2 separate regions of the Zea mays genome follow, and region 2 is linked to region 1. Evidence: chromatin contacts called from public Hi-C data. All regions are on one chromosome and are shown on one strand. The core of a region is the stretch at or near the end of the contact, and the rest is flanking DNA. Distances in the headings are between cores, read along the strand shown. Region 1 holds the start of LOC100240698. Region 2 holds the start of LOC100193334 (Glucose-6-phosphate/phosphate translocator 2).

Evidence for each region. Hi-C and Micro-C count contacts between places; a contact is called where the count stands out from the background.
Region 2: a Hi-C map of ear shows a contact between it and region 1, with 2.5 times the contacts expected there. The contact joins the promoter of LOC100193334 here to the promoter of LOC100240698 in region 1. A contact is called at or near these places in 2 of 25 Hi-C or Micro-C datasets (ear and endosperm).

What each region holds. Positions count from the first base shown.
Region 1 is chr4:29,947,658-29,952,880 of Zm-B73-REFERENCE-NAM-5.0, reverse strand. LOC100240698 reads left to right here and starts at 1,815. Exons shown (of 6, transcript NM_001144024.1): 1 at 1,815-2,021; 2 at 2,102-2,190; 3 at 2,841-2,896; 4 at 2,981-3,033; 5 at 3,456-3,574; 6 at 3,668-4,066. The coding sequence starts at 2,154. The coding sequence ends at 3,762. It also overlaps the pseudogene LOC103655191.
Region 2 is chr4:30,753,851-30,759,274 of Zm-B73-REFERENCE-NAM-5.0, reverse strand. LOC100193334 (Glucose-6-phosphate/phosphate translocator 2) reads left to right here and starts at 1,442. Exons shown (of 6, transcript NM_001138470.1): 1 at 1,442-1,695; 2 at 2,640-3,133; 3 at 3,225-3,450; 4 at 3,910-4,132; 5 at 4,402-4,615; 6 at 5,055-5,344. The coding sequence starts at 2,645. The coding sequence ends at 5,066.

The DNA of each region.
Region 1 (5,223 bases), core at 566-3,065:
CTATATCTAGATAGATAGTAGAAGCAATGTATGTAGAAAAGCCAAAACGTCTTACAATCAAAATAGAGGTATTACAATAATGTATGGAAAGTTCTGGACATTCATGATTGAGCCGCCCAGACACTTGCTTCTTCCATTTCTTCTTTTCTAGAAACGGTCATAATCCGGGGCACTCGTGTCCAAAAATAAAGTTTGTCCACTAGAGATTATGTCGAAGAGAGTTACACTGTGATGTAAGGGGTCGTGCTATCTCTAGAGGGGAAAGGGACGGTGCATGTAGAAGGGGTATGCAAGTTGGTTTTTTAGTTGGGAGGCGAGGGTAGGCAACACAAGGGGTCTTGAAGTTGACATGATGGTGTGGTTGAGAACCAAAGAGGTTAGGGTTGCTATCACATTTCTTTGTTGGGCATATGGCATTTGATCTTGATCCTTTGTGTTTGTTACAAAAAATGTATTTACTGTGAGCTTACTACATCTTAGCCTATGGTGTGCTATTGTTGGCTTCCTTCGTGCATGACATTGTTGCTATCATTATGAAAAGGAAATAATTAGATGGTTTCATGCGTATGCATACATATAACATGTCTTTTGAAAGAATGGGTGAAGGCAGGGCCGGGCCAGTAAAATCTAAGGTCCTATACAAAATTCCGGAATATCAATCTATAAACTAGAACTATACTAATATAGGCTATAATAGTATGATAAAAATATTATATTAAGAGTTGTGTCTAGCTGTCTATTCAATTTTGTATTGTATAATTTTACTTGGATAGTATTATTCTTTAAAAATAAAATCTTGAACGATATTTACGTTTAAATGGAGATGTAGTCGTGATCAAAGACAAAGACACCATACAAACAACTGATTTGACTCATGAGAAGAAGATTTGCTTAGAGATTAGTTGATTTATTTTCCTTACTGAGCTAATTACTGAACTGTGTATTGATTAAACTATTGATGACTATTATTTTAGGGGCTTGGAGGATTGAGGCCCTGTTCGTGGGCACCGGCCGCACGTGCCTCCGTCCGGGCCTGATTTTTCCTTCATAACCCGAAACCATTTCATAACAGAAAAATGGTAGCTAAACAGATTCGATAGTAAGCTCCCACTGAAAATGGCGTCTAGCGAAGTAGATAACAAACTCTAGTAGTTGCTCTAGCCTACAGAGTGTGATTGCATGGTACTACTGCATGCAAGATCTTGCATCTTGGCAGTTTGAAGTGAGTTTTTTTTCCCGATCCATTGTAAGTGAGTTTTTTCCCGATTTATCATACTTGTCCTGATCAAAATTCTGCTCTTCTGTTTTGGCAGTTGTGTAGTACGAGACACGCTGAAGACTAGGGAACAAAAGCTGAGAATTATAGTTTTTCGGCCAAGAAATTCGCCGAAAAAATAGATATTTTTTAATATGTCCCATATTTAATTTTAATTTATGAAATTCGCCGAGAATTATAGTTTTTCGGCCAAGAAATTCGAAATTCGTTTTTAATGTAAAAAACCATACGCATTACAAACAAATCCTATCAGAACTTTAATTTTTTTAAACTCAATTATCATTTTTAGTAAAGATACCCAATTTCGTCACGGATTTCGGTAAAAAAAATCCGATTTTCGTTTTAAAAAACGTTAAAATGCAAATTGGTTGAGAAATTTGAAAGATCTTTTTGCTGAGCAAAAAAATACGAAGTAGAAAAAAACGAAATAGTTAACCCTTGTGGGACACAAAGGAAAACTGAAAACGAGGCGGAGTGGTGGCGGCCTGGCGGGACTTATCCGTGCAATTCATTCCAGTCCAGCGATCCAATCCAAAGAAGCCTCCTGCTGTCCACCTCATTCCCCATCCGTCCCCGTGGGAAGCGGGGCAAAGCGACGTACGCTACCCTTTGCGTGCGCGTAGCATTTAACCAAGCAACTCCCAATCCCCACTCCTCCCCCACCATTTCTTCCCTCTCGCCTTCCCCTCCGCCGGCAATCCCACGTCCAATCAGCCGCCGCTCCAGCCTTCCATCCATCCATCCCGTGAGCGCCTGCCGCCCTCCACCGTTTCTGTCGATTTCCCCGCGCCTCCTGACCCTACCCGATTGTTTTTTCTGTTCCAGGTAGCTGCTCTCTATTACGCCAGCGATCGAGAGACCAAGAGGAGCAGGAGCGATGGCGAGGAGCTCGTTCAAGCTGGAGCACCCCTTCGGTTCGTCCCTCCGATTCCTGATTCCCCCCTCCTCATCCGGGCTTCAGCTCTTGTTATTGGTCGTGCTAGGGTTTCGGTTGTTTGGCTGGTACTGGTAGATGGTACCCCGTGCGGACCTATCAATCAATCGATTCCTTGAATTTCCTAGGTTATATAAGCAAAGCTTTGTTGGGGGCGGGCGGGGGTTGGTCTGTTCTATCGTTTCGCGATCCTGTGATGGTTGGATACATGTTTTATTTTTGTTTGGGGGGGGGGGGGGCGTGGTGGGAATCTGCAGCTTTGATGGAGTGCTCGTGGTAATCTGCACTAGGCGATTCATAGGCTGTGGCACCCACAGTTTGCTGTGTTGTGTAGCAGCTTAACATGATCCGGCACAGTTCGTACCGACTCCAGCAACTAGTAAATTCCATCATTTGCATCTGGTGCTCTTCGTTGCTAAATTTTTCCGAACTCGTTCTCAAGCTGTAACTCCCCAGTTTACATTATCTTATCAGGTTTAGGCTGTACCTACATCCGCGGAATGGTTTGTCTGTTTCCTGTGCATGCCTTACCATTGCATGGTTCTTATTCAACACTTGGGGGTTATACAAATGTACCCTTTCGCCTTAAAATGTCTGAATTCTCATTATACCTATGTTCTATGTTTGTAGAAAGGAGGCAAGCTGAGGCTAACCGCATCAGGGAGAAGTACCCCGATAGAATTCCTGTAAGCCTTAAGTAATTGTTATCCATGCCCTCTGATCATTTTCCACGATATAGCTTTTGTTCTCATCCAAATCGGGTAATGTAGGTCATTGTTGAGAAGGCCGAGAGGAGTGACATCCCAGACATCGACAAGAAAAAGTCAGTTCCGAACCATTTCAAGATTATTTCAATTGCATTTCTTGACTTTTATGGTTTTTCCTGACATTGCAATTTTTTTCCCTGTACTTCTGAAAGTAGTTTTACCGATTGTCGTCGTCGACTTTGTCAAACTCTTCATAATGCAAAACTGCTGGATGTAGGCATTATCCCTTGTGCAGTTGTGCCAATCATGCCTTTGAAGTTGTTTATCTCTACTCCCAACCAAGAGTCTGTTGTCTGTTCCTTGTGCAAGTTGCCATCTAGAGATTGATTGTTTGCTGCATTAGCGTATCCCTTGGCCCTTGCTTCTACCATCTTCCAGCATTAACCAATTCAGAAGGAACTCTTGCTTATCGGTACAAGCCAAGACCAGCTTGCAGCATCTGTGTGCCTCCAAGTAACATGCGATTGCTTGCATGCAGGTACCTTGTCCCCGCCGACCTCACAGTGGGACAGTTTGTGTACGTGGTGCGGAAGCGCATCAAGCTCAGCGCCGAGAAGGCGATCTTCATCTTCGTGAAGAACACCCTCCCACCAACAGGTTTGCCATACCATCGTGGGGAAAAACAAAATAAAACCTACCTGTCCATGGTGCCCGTGTGTACAATGCTGTTACTTTTTCTTGTCCATGCAGCTGCCCTGATGTCTGCCATCTACGAGGAGAACAAGGACGAGGACGGGTTCCTCTACATGACCTACAGCGGCGAGAACACCTTTGGGCTGCTATGAGTGGCGCCGCGCCGCCGTGGATCGACGTCGGACAATGCCCCTCCTCCTGTAAATACTTAAAAAAAAAATAGGCGTCTCAAGAATCCGTGTACATAATAATCTGGCATGTCTTGCATCAAAAGCAACTCGTTGCGTCCACTGTCTGTTGAAACTATTGAAGCGTACTAAACATTTAAGCAACTCGTTGCGTCCACTGTCAGCTCTGGGTTGCTTCAGAAGTTCTGTCACCTGCTGCGTCCTCCGTGAGCTTGTCGATGTGGCAAAGTAACACAGGGTGCCTGTGGTCATTCCACCCGTTTAGGTACTAGCATGTTGCTGTTACTTTGTTGTTGTTGTTGTTGTTTATTTAGAATTAACCGCTCCTGAGGCAGTGGCACCGACTGGTTAACGGCGAGTTCTAACCTGACCCGCCGGCATGCCGACTGCACTGGCAAACCGATGGCGGCGAAGAAGGGCACCGGCATGCGGCCAGCAGCGATGGAACAGCAGCCGTGTGCCTGCAAGATTCTGGTTCGGTTGCGTTTGGATCAATGGAGATCTCGTTTCATCTCAGGATTCTGGTTCGGTTGCGTTTGGATCTAAGGGAGTTGAGAGATTAAATCTCTTCCATTTAATTTTAACTAGGGAGAGATTTAATCCTCTTGAGCCTGTTCGGTTAGTCTAGATTGCAGATAGGAATTGTTCCAGCATATGAAGATTATATAAATTAGCGAATCATCTCGACCCGTTCTGGAGGAACCGAACGTGCCCTGCATAACTCCCTTTGATCAAGACGTTACCAAATAAGCCCTCGGTGAGCTAGCTAATTGGTTTGCTTGATTTCAAGACATCTTTGCTCCTGCATATATAGAATGCATGTATCAGAGATTTTATACTGATGTTTATTTCCTCGCGGTACAGGTTACACTCTTTAGGGCCTGTTCCTTTCTCTAGGATTGAACCAAGATTTGTTTCCAGCTCATCAAAATTTATATAAATTAGAGAAGTCTAGGAACTATTCCAGAGCTCTATTCCGTGGAAACAGAACAGGCCTTAATCTTTATTCTATACTGCATTCCTCAATCAGAATGAATGTGTTTCTCCCTGCTTTTCACCCTCCGCATCAATGCAGAATAGCTAGGCGTGCTGCATCTCACTATTAGTAAGTATTTTTTTTTCTTTTCCTTTTTAAAAAAGTAACGTCTACGACTCGTCAATCTTTTGTACCATTTAAGGGTGTTTAGTTTCTACAAACTATTTTTTAGTCTTTATATTTTATTCCATTTTAGTCTTTAAATTATCAAATACGGAAACTAAGGTCCCATTATTTAGTTTGAGGGATTAAAGATTAGTCCTTCCGTTTTAGTCTAATTTATTTTTTAAATTGCTAAACGGTGAGACTAAAATATGGATAAATTATTTGTCTCTAGTCTCTCAAGAGGCGACTAAAAGGAACTAAACCATATTAATTCCACTTTTGCT
Region 2 (5,424 bases), core at 193-2,692, 810 kb before region 1:
TGATGGTTATATGTGTCGTGTTAGTTGTTTGTTAGGAATAACACTATACACAATGACACAAAACTGATTGTGTGAGCATGCTGTCATTATTGGGTTTGATGATGACATGAAATGCACTCTAGGTATGAATCTCCCAACTAATTCTCTCTCTTTTTTTCTTTGATCATTTAAAGGATGTATTTATCTTGTTCAATCATATTAATTTGTGCTGCCTTACAGATCGTGACGAGGGGCTCCAAGTGTTGCATTATAAAGTTGGGCACAAGTATGAGCTCACTTCGTTCAGGCATGTATCTTCAAAGAGGAAGAGACAAGGTTATTTGAAAAATTGAAAACATAATAGCAAACTATACCTTCATACCCATCGTTATGTGATTTTTTACAGAAGTTTATCATGGCTACATTACTCGGTGGTATATCGGTGTTTCTATAGCATAATTTCTCACCCGCTTTAATGTTTTCTAGGTTGTGCCATCAGATCAGGCACACAAAATAATAAAATATACAACGCCTTGAAAGAGAAAGGTTTGCCTATTGCTTTGGTTGAATATGAAGGAGGGCAACATGGGTTTCGCAAAGTTGTTATCATACTTATGTTTTAGATTTTCAGCACCCTCCACACTATCAACCTGCACGGATTTGTGACTTCTTTCTCGATTTTGAACAGGCCGAGAACATCAAGTTCACATTGGAGCAACATATGGTGTTCTTTGCAAGATTAGTTGGGAAATTTGAGGTGTAACCCGATTATATGTTCAGTATATTAGCCGTTTTAGTGTCTTTTTGGAATATGACTTCATTTAATTTTTGGAGGATTGATCGAAAACTCATTTTGCTCTGTAACGAATATGCCATTTGGAAAACAACATGCAATGGTCCAGATTTTTACATATCATAGTGATGTTTGTCGTTCTGTATCTATGTTTTATACTATTTTTTAATTCTTGTTCCTGTTTTGTTTTCCTTATGTATTAATTCCTTAACTTTTAAAGCACATGATGAAGGCTGGTTGTCGGGTAAGTTCTCTTAAACTTTGGTAAGCTTACGTACTAGCTATGGATCTTTTGAATCAATTACAAGGTAATTCATTTAAAAATCATAGTAACACACGTGTACCTAAATATCATATATAAAAGTCTGTACGGTACTGATGATTGTAATGTAGTGGTGAAACAACTATATTAAAATAACAAAATTTGTGTATGGATAGGATCACAAATATATTAAGAAACATTTTCTCATAACAGTACCATTATATTATGTATTTCCGTTTCGACGTACGAACATAGTAAAATTTGAAATAAAGAGCGACGCAGAGTTAAAATGGGAGATGGTCGCGTGGTCTCCCTATAAAGCATATTTTCATAAAAGCCCCTGAATCTCTTCAGCCCAGCTTTTATAAAACACGCACCGGCACCTACCAGCCGCCACCTTCCCGGCTCCTTTACTCGCCGGAGGCGAACCAGAACTCGTGCCACCTCCTCCTGTTCCTTGCCATCTCCGAATTCCCATCTGAAATTCCAAGGGCCGCGCCGTGCAATCGAGGCTCTCCCCGCTCACCATATATCGGAGGCTCCGCCCCCGCGCCTCGAATCCTTCGCGAGAGGTGCTGTTGTTTGCCGTGATTTGAGCCGGGTGGAGGTGTCTCGCTTCTTGATCTTGAGAGGTGTTCCTGGTTGATTGTTGGGAGCGAAGGTGAGATCCGTTGTTTTGATCCGTAAAGTTTTCCTTTTTTTTTTTTTGCAATATATGGTTTTGTTATTAGGCCGGTGAATGATCTTTACCCCGGTCAGTGCTGGAGTAGTGCTGTCGGTCTCTGTTAGAATCGCTGCCTGTCTTCCCGTCCTCCCCACCCATGTTTTGTGCCGGTGACTATCACCACAACTCATATACAAGCAGACCGAGCCTCATAATCGTGGTTTGTTGGAAGGGTTTAAACGTGATACATGGTTGGATCATAATAATGTAACGAATCACGTTTACATATAAGACCTGATTGCATATTAGTTCTTGCCCACCATAAGCGCCCAACTGCACGAGTGCACCACATCACAGCACAACTTCCTCCCCTTTTGTCCGTTGTTTTTAATTACTACGATCCAAAACCAATCTTTTTGTTTCCCTTGCGCGTGTCGGTATTGTCTGAAAAAGTTTGGTGATTTGCATGTGAAATCTGCGTGAGTAGGGCCCTTGCAGGAGGAAAGGTAAGAAAGGCGGCACCCTTAGTCGTAGTTTACAACTCGAAAACGATGTGCTGGATGCAGTGTCCTCATCCACAATTTTAGCCTTTAGCGTTGGGGGATTCATCTGCAAGATTTTGGAAGGTGCTTGCTTTGCCGTGTCGAATTGTGTAGTATTGTCTTCGTTAGTTAGAAGCTTATGACTTGTGGAGTGAAGGAAGGTTTATGTGTTGAATCATACAGTTAATTCATCCATGTTGATATTTCTGAATTTAGGTAGAAATTTTCCACTTTCTGTAAAGGGCTATGCATTCTTTTGCAACTCAAAGGAATGTTTAATTCAGAGGAGCATCAAATTTTCTTTTACCCAACTCTTTAGGGAAAAGTCCAAGCTTTTGTGTGGCTTTCTATATGTACTTCATATACTGCCATCTAAAACTCTTTTTTGTTGATCTGCAGAAGGCATGATACCTTCTGTGAGGATCTCTCCTGGCTATGCAGCCTTCTCTGGCTCCAGCCTACGCTTAAAATTACATTCAATTCCATCCATCTCTAGTCTCAAACCCTCCAAATATGTGGTCTCCTCGCTGAAACCACTCTACCTAGCACCGCTAGATGGTCCACACACTTCTGAGCTTAAGTCTTGGAGACAACCACTTGAGTTCCGTTGTGCTGCTTCTGCTGCCGATGACAAGGAGTCAAAGACTCAGGTGGTGCCAGTTCAGTTGGAAGGCGCACAGAGGTTAAAGATCTCCATCTATTTCGCGACCTGGTGGGCGCTTAATGTGATATTTAACATTTACAACAAGAAGGTTCTCAATGCTTTCCCTTACCCCTGGCTCACCTCCACACTCTCCCTTGCCTGCGGCTCTGCGATGATGCTTTTCTCGTGGGCCACTCGTCTTGTTGAGGCCCCCAAGACCGACCTAGACTTCTGGAAAGTTCTTTTCCCGGTGAGTTGCTTATTTCGTGCCAGTAACTCTTCTTTTATTTTATATACCTTCCTGGAAAAGTGTAACTGAATTTGGTGATTAACTGATGAAGGTTGCTGTGGCACATACAATTGGCCATGTTGCTGCGACAGTGAGCATGTCTAAGGTGGCAGTGTCATTCACACACATAATTAAAAGTGCAGAACCTGCATTCACTGTTTTGGTGTCAAAGTTCCTCCTTGGGGAGACGTTTCCAGTTCCAGTCTATCTTTCTCTTCTTCCAATCATTGGTGGTTGTGCTCTAGCTGCTGTCACAGAGCTGAACTTTAATATGGTTGGTAAGTAAAAATTGCTTTTTTGACTTCCTGTTCTAATTCTTCCTTACAAATTAATGAGGTTTTTATTTGAACTGTTAGTGTAAAAGTTATGTTTTAGAAGCAAAATCAACTGGATCTTAATAGTTTGTCAGTTCCAATTACTTTTGAAGATAATTAATTCTTGAGATTATTCTTTTACTATATAACGTTTATCTAGATTTCTGCACTCCCATGAACTTATGGAGACATGTTTTTTTAATAGTAACTGTTTAAGAAATCATTTGGAGAAAAAGTTATAGATGTATATTTATCCTCTTCTCTAATAGATGATTCATGCTATTGTCCCTTTTCCTCTTTTTTATCTTGAAGTTTGATGTGGTAGAATAGATTTAAGCTTAAGATAGAGAAAAAAATAGGAGTCATAGACATATTTGCAATTGTTTCCAAGGTATAATGTTTACCATTTGCCCTCCCCTCCAGGATTTATGGGTGCTATGATATCCAACCTTGCATTTGTTTTCCGCAACATCTTCTCGAAGAGGGGCATGAAGGGGAAGTTCGTCAGTGGCATGAATTACTATGCTTGCCTGTCAATAATGTCGCTGGTCATACTGACTCCATTTGCTATAGCTATGGAAGGTCCTCAGATGTGGGCTGCTGGTTGGCAAAAGGCTGTTGCAGAAGTTGGACCCAATGTTGTCTGGTAAACAAGAATTTTACAGTTTTCCTTGCATAGTTGCCAAGTGTGGTCTCCACCCACATTACATGAGATGGCTTGAAACACTCTTCATGTTTTTTTTTATTTTTGCTATTTTATTAAAAAGAGACATATCACTATTTTTTCTTCTGCCGGACATATTCATGGTAGACTTTAGTGCTGCCCTTATTGAGGACTTATATATTATGTTGGATTAATTTTATGATTGCATGTATATTGATATTTTCCCTAACGTGTTACTGTCGAATTTATAGGTGGATCGCTGCACAGAGCGTGTTCTATCACTTATATAACCAGGTGTCCTACATGTCTCTCGATCAGATCTCTCCATTGACGTTTAGCATTGGCAATACAATGAAACGTATATCAGTGATTGTTTCATCTATAATTATCTTCCACACGCCTGTCCGCCCTGTCAATGCACTGGGAGCTGCCATTGCCATCCTTGGCACATTCCTGTACTCTCAGGTAACTTGGCTACTTCAATTCTTCCATGTGTTTGTGCTTTTCCTCTATATACTGAAACAATTACTTTCTTCTGAACTAGGGAAGGAAATTGGAACCTATGTTTAGCGTTTAATTTTCACTATCCAATGTGTTGTTGACATATGTCAGCGGTCTGCCATTACAAATTAGTGCAAAAAACTGGCATATCTCACTTTCACAGTATGTTCAGTTCTAACTTATGTGTTTCAATATGGAAGAGTATGATTCGAACAAGTAGGATGGATTGCGTTGAATAGGAAGATAAATCTTATAACGTTTTTTTACCACATTGAAACACATAAGATGGTAGTATAGGGTGCTAAGAACACGTGCTTGAAAATCAAAACAGAACACTGGTAATCTTGTGCTTCATGGACTTCGATGCGCGTTAAACTCTGCCAAAATTGTCATTCTGATGCAGGCAAAGGCGTGAGGCTAAAGCTTTGGCCAAAGGATCGGAGCCAGTAGCAGGCACTGGATCCAGTTTTGCTTGTTGGAGTGGCATGTAGATATAAGGTTCGGTTTTCGTGAGAGAGAGGGTAATAATGGATCAGTGGCTCTGCTGTTCCGTTCTTGTTTGTTGACCAGATTGAAATGCACAGGCCGTGACATGAACCGTCGTCAAGTGTACCTGAATAACACCGTAACGAAATTCACCGATGCTGTTTCTTTATGGGTATGTAATCCAAACCGGAATCCTGGTTTCAATAGAAATAGTTTCTGCTATCAGAAGTTATTAGTCGTTGTGCATTCCAGTATTTTAGCAGAGCTAAGCTGCGAGCCATGACCAT